Linked DNA regions of Mus musculus: all the other regions are linked to region 3. The links are chromatin contacts, called in public HiCAR-type, HiChIP or PLAC-seq and promoter capture Hi-C maps. All regions are on one chromosome and are shown on one strand. Each heading gives the region's core, a stretch centred on a gene start, on an enhancer-like site or on the middle of the called end of the contact. The rest is flanking DNA. Distances are from core to core; before and after follow the strand shown.

What was found. Promoter capture Hi-C pulls out the DNA fragments that hold promoters and counts their contacts. HiCAR-type assays count read pairs that join an accessible place to other places. HiChIP or PLAC-seq counts read pairs in DNA pulled down with a chosen protein or histone mark.
Region 1: a contact with region 3 is called in a HiCAR-type map of astrocytes, with 4 times the contacts expected there. The contact joins the promoter of Syne2 here to the promoter of Hif1a in region 3. A contact is called at or near these places in 3 of 39 promoter capture datasets (cranial neural crest, hippocampal neurons and pre-B cells) and 2 of 115 datasets of contacts at active chromatin or transcription factors (astrocytes and pancreatic cancer cells).
Region 2: a contact with region 3 is called in a promoter capture Hi-C map of the 3T3-L1 cell line, with 2.8 times the contacts expected there. The contact joins the enhancer-like site here to the promoter of Hif1a in region 3. A contact is called at or near these places in 5 of 39 promoter capture datasets (the 3T3-L1 cell line, cranial neural crest, embryonic stem cells and 1 more).
Region 4: a contact with region 3 is called in an H3K4me3 HiChIP or PLAC-seq map of stem cell-derived neural progenitor cells, with 5 times the contacts expected there. The contact joins the promoter of Sgpp1 here to the promoter of Hif1a in region 3. A contact is called at or near these places in 4 of 39 promoter capture datasets (the 3T3-L1 cell line, cranial neural crest, hippocampal neurons and 1 more) and 2 of 115 datasets of contacts at active chromatin or transcription factors (large pre-B cells and stem cell-derived neural progenitor cells).

Annotation. Positions count from the first base shown.
Region 1 is chr12:75,816,852-75,819,600 of GRCm38.p6, reverse strand. It overlaps Syne2 (spectrin repeat containing, nuclear envelope 2), which reads right to left and starts at 1,283. Exons shown (of 116, transcript NM_001005510.2): 1 at 1,123-1,283. Gm40447 (collagen alpha-1(II) chain-like) reads left to right here. Exons shown (of 7, transcript XM_011244246.1): 1 at 1-104; 2 at 250-1,692. The coding sequence ends at 1,518.
Region 2 is chr12:75,368,420-75,371,235 of GRCm38.p6, reverse strand. The region is part of intron 1 of Rhoj (ras homolog family member J); the gene reads right to left. Among named protein-coding and RNA genes, the nearest start is that of Gm34613, 46 kb to the left of the region's middle. Within about 2 kb of position 1,490, at least 33 of the 459 cell types and tissues checked have an H3K27ac peak or open chromatin away from gene starts, as enhancers often do.
Region 3 is chr12:73,906,541-73,909,245 of GRCm38.p6, reverse strand. Hif1a (hypoxia inducible factor 1, alpha subunit) reads right to left here and starts at 1,379. Exons shown (of 15, transcript NM_010431.2): 1 at 922-1,379. The coding sequence starts at 956.
Region 4 is chr12:75,734,453-75,737,191 of GRCm38.p6, reverse strand. Sgpp1 (sphingosine-1-phosphate phosphatase 1) reads left to right here and starts at 1,463. Exons shown (of 3, transcript NM_030750.3): 1 at 1,463-2,279. The coding sequence starts at 1,629.

The DNA.
Region 1 (2,749 bases), core at 34-2,533, 1.9 Mb before region 3:
GGAGGCCAGGTCTGCTTAACTGTGCCCCCACCCGAACATTCGAGCTCAGCCACAGAATTACCTCCAGCAAGAGCTTTGGGGGATGGAAACTTTTAGGGAAGCAGGTGGAGTTGCTTCAAATAAAACTTTTCAAACATTTGTTAAGTCCCACGGTTACTGAGAGCCTCCCCGGTTTGCCTCGAGCTACTACATGGTGCCTGTGCACAACCGCGCCTGCTGCCACTCCGTCCCGACGCTCCCTTCCACTAGGGGAGGGGAAAACAACTTTCGGAAATAAGGCGCGTCCACAAAGGCAAGTGTTACACTGGACTTCTCCACCTCCATCTCAGGCAGCGGCTCCTGTGGCCAGCAGCCCTGGATGCAATCCACGGGCCCCCTCCCACACTGGGCATCTTTTCAGACCTCAAGAGAGAGACCGTAAGGAGGACCAGGTGCTACCGTCAGACCCTAAAGGCAATTGTACAGACAACAAAGACCGCAAGCGATCAAAATGGAATTATAATCCCCGCGGTCCCAGCGCCCCCTCTCCGCCCGCCGAGACTCAGGGCCGCCGCGCCCGCCTCTTCTCTTCCAACGCAAGGGTCCCGCGTCCTGTCCACAGTGTGCGCCCCGGCTGCAGGTTCTCCGGTCCCCGGGGCTAGCCTCCCGCCGCCCGTGGTTTTGCAATCTCTGCGCCGCGGCTTCAGTGTTCTAACACCCGGTTCGAAATCTTTCCCGCCCAGGCGTGACGCGAGGAATGCAAACAATCAGCCGAGCGCGCCCGCCTGGACCGGGATAGGGGGACAGTGGGGAGTCCCGGGGCCGAGCTGGGTGCACCCGCGGGCCGGGCCCGGAGGTGACACAAAGAAGCCCGGGACACCAACGCCAATCGCTGGCGCTCGCCGCGATCCCCAGGGTGCCCCGCCCGCCGCTAAGTTTACAGCGCCCCGCGCGCCCCGCTGTCCCCTCCCGGGTGAAGTTTCCCACGGCCCAGCTGGGAGCCGGGCATCCAGAGACTCCCGTGGGCCCCCCGGGCTCCCCGCTGGGCTCTGGGGACTCCGCAGGGCTCGTGCCCGCCTCTTCCCCGCCCTCCCGCTCTCGCAGGGCGCTTTAGGGCGCGGAGCCCCCCGCGGCTGCGCTCACCGTTGTCTGCCCGGCCGGGAGGCGAGGGCCGGAGTTCGACCCGACCTACTCCGCGCCCCCCTCGCCTCGCTGCCTCGATGGCGCCCCTCGATCGCTCTCCCGCTCGCTCTTCCGTGCGGCCGAAGGCTTGCGGCGCAGCCGAGCGCGCTCCGCTCTGGACTGGAGGCTACAGACCACGCCCCGCGCCCTCCCGGCCCGCCCAGTCCCGCGCTCGCCGCCGCCCGGAGCAGCGCACTGGGGGCGGAGCCGCCTCCCTGCGGCCACCGCAACTTTCCCTCCGCCTTACAGACCCTTGCAGGTGGCGGGAGTGAGGAACTAACTCCGAACGCAGGTTCACGAGCCTCCGCCTCCGTGCCTACCCGCAGCTGGAGACAAAGGGGAGGCCGACTCTCCTAGAACACTTTTCAGGCGGGTTTCACTTCTTCACGGTGGGTGGATGCCTAGATCTACAAATCAGCGAGCCGACCGCGATCCGGTCCTTGAACCCAGGTGGAGCCTTAGAGAAACATGGACTTTTCATCGGCTTCTTAAGAGTGTCAGGAAGCCCAGACCTCGACCTCACCTACGGAGGTAAGATAAGGAGGTGCTTATTTAACAATGCAGATAAGTGACACCCCCCACCCTATTTCCCTGTCCCCCCCCCCCCCGCCCCGCGCGTGCCAGCCTGCAGGATGGGCTGAGGAGAGCCGCCTCAAACAACGACATTCAGGAGAAAGTGGGTCCCTGGGAATCTGTCCTGTAGGTGTCAGTTGGATTTTCCAGCAAATTACTCAATCCTGTGAACTCAGGATGACATCACCTGACTCCCACTCGCGTTTCGAGTCGCTGTTATAGTATTAAGACTCTTGAAGTCAGACACCAACGCATCACTTCACTGTTAAATCACAAAGAGGCAGTGGCCTGAGTTTCTATCGCAATCAAATTTAACTTCATGCAAGTCCCGCCTCATGCATATTGTGTAGCTGCAGAATCTTATCTGGATTGCTTAGTGCGCTACTGATGGCCCAAATTAAATGGTAAGGGTCGAAGATTAAAAGTTTGACGACAGTGGGTTCAGCTAATCCATGTTTCCGGGAAACGTAGGTTTTAATTCTATCCACACTCTCCTCTCTGCGAGTATTGAGGTGACACAAGTAAACTGTGAAAATACATGCTTTATTGTCTTTTTTCGCCGTACTATATCTGCATGGCATTTCTTGTATTCTAGGTTCACTCTGACCTTCCAAGTTCTTAGACTATTTGCTATGCATCCCGTAATGGCTTGGTGGGCGGAGCTCGAGGTGTGGTTCAGTGGGTAGCCTGCTTGCCTAGCTTTGATCCTCAGCACTTCATATAAACATGAAGTGATGGTGCCCACTTGTAATCCAACACTCAGGAGGTGGGGACAGGAGGATTGGGAAATCAAGGCTTGCCTCAGCCACATAGCAAGTCTGAGACCACGATGGGGTACAAAAGACTTTCTCAAAAAATATTTTTTCAAATATATATATTTCAAAATAAATATATAGAATTATATTATTTATCACATATTATATATGAATTATATGCTGTAGAATATATATATGTATTTATAGTTTGCAGCGTGATCTGCTTGTCAGAGTCCTAACAGTTGGAGCAGGAGCTGACT
Region 2 (2,816 bases), core at 241-2,740, 1.5 Mb before region 3:
GGTGTTGTATTTTTTCAAATGCTTTCTCTGAACCTAAGGAGATGATCATGTGGTTTTTGTCTTTGAGTTTGTTTATATAATTGATTACGTTGATGGATTTCTATATATTAAACCATCCCTGCATCCCTGGAATGAAATCTACTTGGTCAGGATGGATGATTGTTTTGATGTGTTCTTGGATTCGGTTAGCGAGAATTTTATTGAGTATTTTTGCATCGATATTCATAAGGGAAATTGGTCTGAAGTTCTCTATCTTTGTTGGGTCTTTCTGTGGTTTAGGTATCAGAGTAATTGTGGCTTCATAGGATGAATTGGGTAGGGTACCTTCTGCTTCTATTTTGTGGAATAGTTTGTGCAGAACTGGAATTAGATCTTCTTTGAAGGTCTGATAGAACTCTGCACTAAACCCATCTGGTCCTGGGCTTTTTTTGGTTGGGAAACTATTAATGACTGCTTCTATTTCTTTAGGGGATATAGGACTGTTTAGATCATTAACCTGGTCCTGATTTAACTTTGGTACCTGGTATCTGTCTAGAAATTTGTCCATTTCATCCAGGTTTTCCAGTTTTGTTGAGTATAGCCTTTTGTAGAAGGATCTGATGGTGTTTTGGATTTCTTCAGGATCTATTGTTTTGTCTTCCTTTTCATTTCTGATTTTGTTAATTAGGATGCTTTCCCTGTGCCCTCTAGTGAGTCTGGCTAAGGGTTTATCTATCTTGTTGATTTTCTCAAAGAACCAGCTCCTCGTTTGGTTGATTCTTTGAATAGTCCTTCTTGTTTCCACTTGGTTGATTTCACCCCTGAGTTTGATTATTTCCTGCCGTCTACTCCTCTTGGGTGAATTTGCTTCCTTTTTTCTAGAGCTTTTAGGTGTGTTGTCAAGCTGCTAGTGTGTGCTCTCTCTAGCTTCTTTTTGAGGCACTCAGAGCTATGACTTTCCCTCTTAGAAATGCTTTCATTGTGTCCCATAAGTTTGAGTATGTTGTGGCTTCATTTTCATTAAATCTAAAAAGTCTTTAATTTCTTTCTTTATTCCTTCCTTGACCAAGGTATCATTGAGAAGAGCGTTGTTCAGTTTCCACGTGAATGTTGGCTTTCTACTATTTATGTTGTTATTGAAGATCAGCCTTAGTCCATGGTGATCTGATAGGATGCATGGGACAATTTCAATATTTTTGTTTCTGTTGAGGCCTGTTCTGTGACCAATTATATGGTCAATTTTGGAGAAGGTACCATGAGATGCTGAGAAGAAGGTATATCCTTTTGTTTTAGGATAAAATTTTCTGTAGATATCTGATAAATCCATTTGTTTCATAACTTCTGTTAGTTTCACTGTGGAAATGGGTTCTTTAAAGACCAGTTGCTTACCTAGTCATGGATCAAGAATGAATGGAAGAACTCCAGTTATTACAACATGGAATTTCCTGCCTCCAGTGAGCTGGGTTCATGGAGGTCAGGGCTGCTGTTCATGAGATCCTGCACACTGTTCTGTGACCCACAGGCCCAGGACCAAGAGCAGGCAAGCCTTAGAAGCCGAACCATCCCAGAGGCCATACTGAATACTGCAAATATTCCTAAGCAGTGGCTGTGACCTTTGTCACTAGAGTCCTGCTAGCCCAGCTCACACCCCCCTTTTCTTAGAGAACAGTTATTCCCCTCAGTTCCTTTTCCTTTGGCCCCCTCCTTTTCTCCTTGGCAGCTGGGACTCTAGGGAGTTCCACCAGGCCTGAGATAAGTGTGAGCAAGGTCCATTAAGCCGGCATTGGAGAGTCTGCATCCTGCCCCCCTTTCCTGGGCTGAGCTCAATATTGGAAAGAGAGAGAACAGATGCAGAACAAGTAAAAAATGTAGCCACGAGCAGTGTAGTATGCACAGGGTAGTGCAGAAGGCTGGGAGCATGGCTGAGCATGTGTGCATTTATACACTATGCCAGCATTTGGTCAGAGAAGGCTTTCTGGTGGAGATGTCTAAACCGAGTCTGTATGGTTGACCCTGTGTTTCCCAGGCTGTTGTGGATCTCCTATCAGCGTTTATTCTGAAAGCTTCATCAGGCTCCTAAAGTCCTTTGGCTAAGAAAATGGAAAGAAAAAAATGACGAGAATTTCCCTGAGTTAAGGTGGAATGGTGGTGGTGGTAGTGGTGGTGGCGGTGGCAGCAGCGGCAGCGGTGGCGGCTGTGGCAGCGGCGGTGGTGGGGAGAAGACAGTTGGGCAGTGGGGAGGAGACAGTTGTTGGTGTGGAAACGTGGTGGATTTTCAGTGTTGCTCTGTGAGCGCTGGAGGGATGCTAAAATCAGGGCTTAGGGCTTGTGTCCTTATCTTGGAGAGCCTCTTTATCTCCCTTTCCTGTTTCTGCTGGAGGACATCAGGGATGTCAGAGATAGAAGTCAATATCAGTTGTACAAGACAAGGCTTTGTGAGTCCTGGACCAGCAGTGGATGCCTTACTGCTTGCCAACCTGTGTCCCATGAGGCTCCGCAGCTTGGCAAGGAATTAGTCAACAACTCCACGGAAGGAAAGTACTGCCACCAAGTGTTAGCCATCCATGAAATGAGGTCACAGCAGGGTTGTTCGCCCCAGACCGCTCTGCCTTTGATTCCTTTCCATTGCTTTCCATCATTAGAGCAACCTTGGGGATACCATCAAGTATCCCTAAATCCTGTGTTTGTTTTCTACTAAAAACCGGTCCAGGTGATAGAAGGAGAGAACTGGCTACCACAGATTATCTTCTGACCTCCGGGAGTGTGCTGTGGCATGCCCCTCCCCTCCCCTAAATCAATGTAGCAAGAGTGTGGAATCATAGAGCGTTTGTGAGGAG
Region 3 (2,705 bases), core at 130-2,629:
CAAAATTGTGTGCTGGCGGCAGGGGTCGATCTTACCACCACTAGCTGTACTCAATTCTAAAATGTTCTCCTTAGACTCAAACCACAAGATGTTTCATAAACTTACACTGAATTCTCATGGAAGATTTCACACTTCAGATGTATGGTTTTTGGAAACAATTCTTTTCAGGTGTTCCAATAAATTTTCAGTATTTTAACCGACGGCTTTCATCATATATAGCCCCCACTCCATGAAATTACCGGCCTAAATTTAACCAAAACTATCCGTAAGTTATTTTCAGGAGTGAACGAGGCAGCCACATATTGATACATAACGTCTGGGCTCTCCTGACAGGTGATGCAAACACAAGTTTGTAGAAATTGGAAGTTGTTTACAATGATGCCATTTTCCTAAATTCCCGTTACTCTGATGGAGGCAAGTTTTTCCAGATTACAACCAAACCCGCACGTGCAAACTAGAAAGTTAGCGTCTTCGGGCCCCCAGAAGAAACTCCCTAACCTACAAAGGCAACGGCGGCCGCGGCGCAGCGAGGCGGCTCGGGGGAGCCCCGGGTCGGCCTCGGAGGGCCTCGACCCCAGGAAGCTGGCAGCGCGCACAGGGTCCGCCCGGGGCCCGCTGCTCGCGGCTAACGCGGAGGACGGGGAGGGAAGGCGCGGGAGCTAGAGGCGTACTCGGCCCTGGCCGGCTCGGCCGGATGGGCGCGCGGGGCAGGCTGGGCTGCGACGGCGCGGGGCGGGTGTCCGGGGCGGAGACCCCAGCCCCGCCGAGCGCAGGGCCCGCGACTCCCACCCCCAGCGCCAAGATGGCGACGTGGACCGCGGGGGAGCCCGGCGCGTGAGGCTGGGGGGGACGGAAGGGGAGCGGAGACAAAAAAAAAAAAAAAAAAAAAGCCAGTCCACGGAACGCGGCGGCCCGGCTTACTTTTTCTTCTCGTTCTCGCCGCCGGCGCCCTCCATGGCGAATCGGTGCCCGCGTTGTCTTCCCGGCCGGCGGCCCCCGGGCTCGCTCGGGCCTAAACGCCGGCTCTGTCCGCGCGCGCGGAGAAAGAGACAAGTCCAGAGGCGGGGTGGGAGGCGGGACGCCCCCCGGGACGGCGAGGCGGGAGCTGCAGGCTGCGCTCGCTGAGCTCCGGCTCGGGTTCCTAGGCGCTCCTCCGGCTAGCTTGTCAAGGCCTGGCTAGACACTGCCCGCGACGGCGGCGAGGACAGTCCTCGCGTCCCCTCAGCCGAGGAGGCTCTGTGCACTGAGGCGCTGAAGCAGCGGCAGGGGGCGGGCAAGGGCGGAGGCGCGCTCGGGCGCGCGGCGAGGGGAGGGAAAAGCCGAGGGGTGCGCGCGCCCGCTCAGCACCCAACGCGCGCGCCCGCGGGCCCGCCTCACCTGAGCGGAGGCGGGTTCCCGGAGAGCCAATGGTGAAGGACGCAGGCGGCCAGGCCCCACCCCAGCCCACGTTGCTCTCAGCCAATCAGGAGGAGGTCAGCTGAGCCCCAGCTGGGACGAGCTGCCCCGCTCACGTGCTTGTCTGTGTGCAGCTAGGGAGGGAAGAAAAAGGGGCGAGCGACGGGTGCGGCTGAGCCCAGGTCTGGGGGTGGGGGGGTCTCTGCACCTTCAATGGAAAGCTGCGTCTGGCTTTGGGAGGCGCTGCTGGAGCGAGTGGGCTGCCAAGCTTGGGTCCGAGCCTGGCTCGCACCGCCCCGGCTCTCTATAGAGTTCTCTGAGGCTCGCTTACTCCTTAGCTGCGTGGCTGGACCCGGTCGCCGCCCATCCCGCCCGAGTTTCCAGTTGAAAAAAAAAAAGCCAACTTTGCGTTCTGGCAGCCAGCCCCCCTGATGTTAGAGTGGGGTCCCTCCTTCCCAGGTGACCGACACCACTCAGTCTCCAGTCTCCGCTCTTTGCTACACAACAAGGGAAGTCTCCAAGTGATTAAGATTTTCTGGGCCAAAGTTTGACTACTGAGCAAATGCAGATAAAAATATAAAACAAATCCGTCTTGCCAAACCTCTCAAGGGGAGGGAAGTTGCAGGGCCATTTAAAAATAAACTATCTTAAGCATTTACAAATAAACAACAGCTTCAATAAGTGAGAGCACAAGCCTGAATTTGACAAGACAGGAAAAGGCATTGAATAGACTTATTTTGCTTTCATGTTGCTTTAAAAACTGACAAAGATCATCTTAAATGGATGCAGAAAAGGTGCAAGAATTGTTTCAGACTGAGTTTAGTTCACTGTTTAGACTGAAAGAAGAACAAGTCCTTCAACCTACAGACCTTGACAGGACTGCTCACCGGCTATGCTGGGAGCTATGGATTAAAGCCATCATTTTTAGTCGGTCTTTGGAAGCATAAATGTTAGGTCTGTGGGTATGGTGTGTGTTTGTTTTAAAAGTATTCCAAGCCCAACAAAGGAACACTTCGTGCCCGTGTGTGTACACACACACACACACACACACACACACACACACACACGTGTTATAGACACAACTGAGTCTGAATCTGGGGTCTCTGAAACTGACCTGACACTAGACTGTTTAGTATCTCTTCTTTGCCTTGTTAGTACATTGTTACAATCTAACTTTGGGTTGTATAATAATGTAGATATCTATGGTACATTTAAATTGCATTCAAATCCAAAAACAATGCCCTCTAGAAATACACATAATGTCCAGGTCTAATAAGACAATAAACAATGCATGAAGCAACTCAATACTC
Region 4 (2,739 bases), core at 214-2,713, 1.8 Mb before region 3:
GTTTCTGGCCAGCATAGCATGTTTTATTATAGATTATTTTTGCCAAATGCTAATAATGGTCTTTATTATTCAGAAACATCAACTAATAACACTACTCTGTGTATGTTCTGCTGGGCCCAAACTCAGAGCTTCCTGCTTGCTGGCTAAGAAGAGACACCCATAGCAAACCATGGTTACTTTGTATACCATTCTTCAGGCCCAGTATTCCTTTTCTCATGCTTGTCTGCTTTCCTAGGCTGTAAACGCTTTTACTTATTTTGATACAGTATCTTGTTATGAAGCCCCAGCTGTCCTCAAACTCCAAATCTTCCCATGTCAGCCTCCAAGCGCTGGGATTCGTCTGTGCTCCCTCAACCTTTCCAACCTCAGCAATTCCAGGGCCAGGGACTCGAGGCAATCCTCTTTATGACTGCAGCAAGTGGAATAGGAGGAGCTGGGAAGCAATCTTTCTTGGGAAATGAAACTATTTCTCATGGCTTACCAGCATGGAGCATTTTCCAGCCTCTTTCTTGGAAGTAGTTCAGTCTTTAATTATAGACATTCGTTTGCCTTGACTGAAAATAACTTCCTGGAATTAAAACTTTGAAATCTTTTAATAAAATCGGATCCATCTAGAAGTTAAAGTCAAGTTTGTGACTTGCAAGACAATCCTGTTAAGATTCTAGTTCAGCCTATCAGATTCCAAGTTCAAACCTGGCATGGTGCCCCAGTAACCCCGAGTCTTGGGGGGCTTCACCAGAAGGATCAACAGTTCAGGGCTAGCCTTAACTACATAGCAAGGCTGAGGCCAATCTCGGCTAAATGATATACCCTGGTTCAAAAACAAAAACAAAACAAAACAAACAACAACAACAAAACAAAAACAAAAACAAAAAAACAAACAAACAAAAAAACAAACCCGAAACTCACAAAAAGAAAACGATAAAAGACAAAACAAAAAATACCCTCAGAATTCTCCACGCTACATTCTCCCACTAACTATGTGTTCTGAGCAATCTTGCTAAGTGCTAGAATTTATTAAGGAAATTTTACACCTAAATTCGCTTAAGAGACGTATGTGATGAGTGACAGTCAGATTTTACTTGGTAGGTGACTGGCTTTTCCTTTGCAGACCACAGCTGTGTCAGCGATCACATACCCAGGCTCTGTCCTGGATTATCTACGGTTTTCTAATCTTGCCACCGCTGGTCAATTGGCACGTGGCTTTCCGGACATCAACCATCCGAGACAGCTCTGAAATTAGTTGCTAATTAATGGCGTGAGTCGGACGATTCCGGTTTCGCGGCGGTTACTTTGCCTCCATTCATCACGCCCCAATTGATTCCAGGCTAATAAAAGCCGCGGGCAGCTCCTGGGTCACCAGCCCTGCCTAGACCCGCACTGTTCTTCGCACAGCAACCAGGAGCACCGGGAGGCGGGGCTTCGGCGACAGCTCCGGGCTGCGCGCGCGGCGCGGGCCTCCGTGAGCGCGCCAGGGGAGGGGCGCGCGGGGCGCAGGGCGCGCGCGGCGGCCGCTGCGGCCTGTTGGCGCGGTCGCCGGCAGCCTCGAGCGAGTCGAGCTAGGCACCGTGGCGGCTGTGGCTGGCGAGGAGCGCGTGGCCGGATCAATTCCCGAGTGGCCCGCGACCATGTCCCTGGGGCAGCGGCTGGCTCTGCTGGCCAGCCGTCTGCAGGAGCCGCAGCGGGTGGCGAGCTTCCAGCGTCTGTGTGGGGTGGAGGTGCCGCTCAGCAGCCCGGCGGCGGACGAGGATGCAGAGACCGAGGTTCGCGGAGCCCCGGGAGAACCCCGGCGACGGGGACGGCAGCCGGGCGCTGAGGACAGCCCCGCCAAGGCGGACTGCTGCGGTGCCCCGAACGGCGTGCGCAACGGGCTGGCGGCCGAGCCGGGCCCGACCGGGCCCCGCCGCGCGGGCTCGCAGCGCCGCAACTCGTTGACGGGCGAGGAGGGCGAGCTGGTCAAAGTGAGCAACTTGCCGCTCTACTACCTGTTCTGCTTAGGCACGGAACTGGGCAACGAGCTCTTCTACATCTTATTCTTCCCCTTCTGGATCTGGAATCTCGACCCCTTTGTGGGCCGGAGGCTGGTGATCATCTGGGTGCTGGTCATGTACCTGGGCCAGTGCACCAAGGACATCATCCGCTGGCCACGGCCGGCCTCGCCGCCTGTCATCAAGCTGGAGGTCTTCTACAACTCGGAATACAGCATGCCCTCCACGCATGCCATGTCAGGCACCGCCATCCCCATCGCCATGTTCCTGCTCACCTATGGCCGCTGGCAGGTACGCTGTGCCCCTCAGCTCCACGGTCGAGTTTCCAGTGCTTTCTGAACTTTCTTTTTCCCCTTTTTTTAAAAATTTGCCTCTTCCCGTCCAAAACCCCAACCCACAGGTTCTCACAGTACCCACGCAGGTCCTGTCAGAGTTCTAGAAAATTAACTGATGACGGTTCTTAAACACTAAACTGTATTTTAATACAGTTGGGTATAGTTTCTTAGACCCCCACCCCCCAAGGAAACACTTTTCGTGCATTGAATCCTTGAGCTTAGACTGAGTTTTTAAACTTAGTTCGTCTGATGCACAGTGGTGATTCAGTGTACTTAAAATGAAACACTTGGTAACTGAGACCCGGTTTCACTGCAATACATGGTGTTTACAATGTAAAATTAAAGAGTGTTTTCAAAACAGTAGTATAATTTCGGCACAGGCACATTCCAAGCACTAAAGTAATGACAGTTAAGAA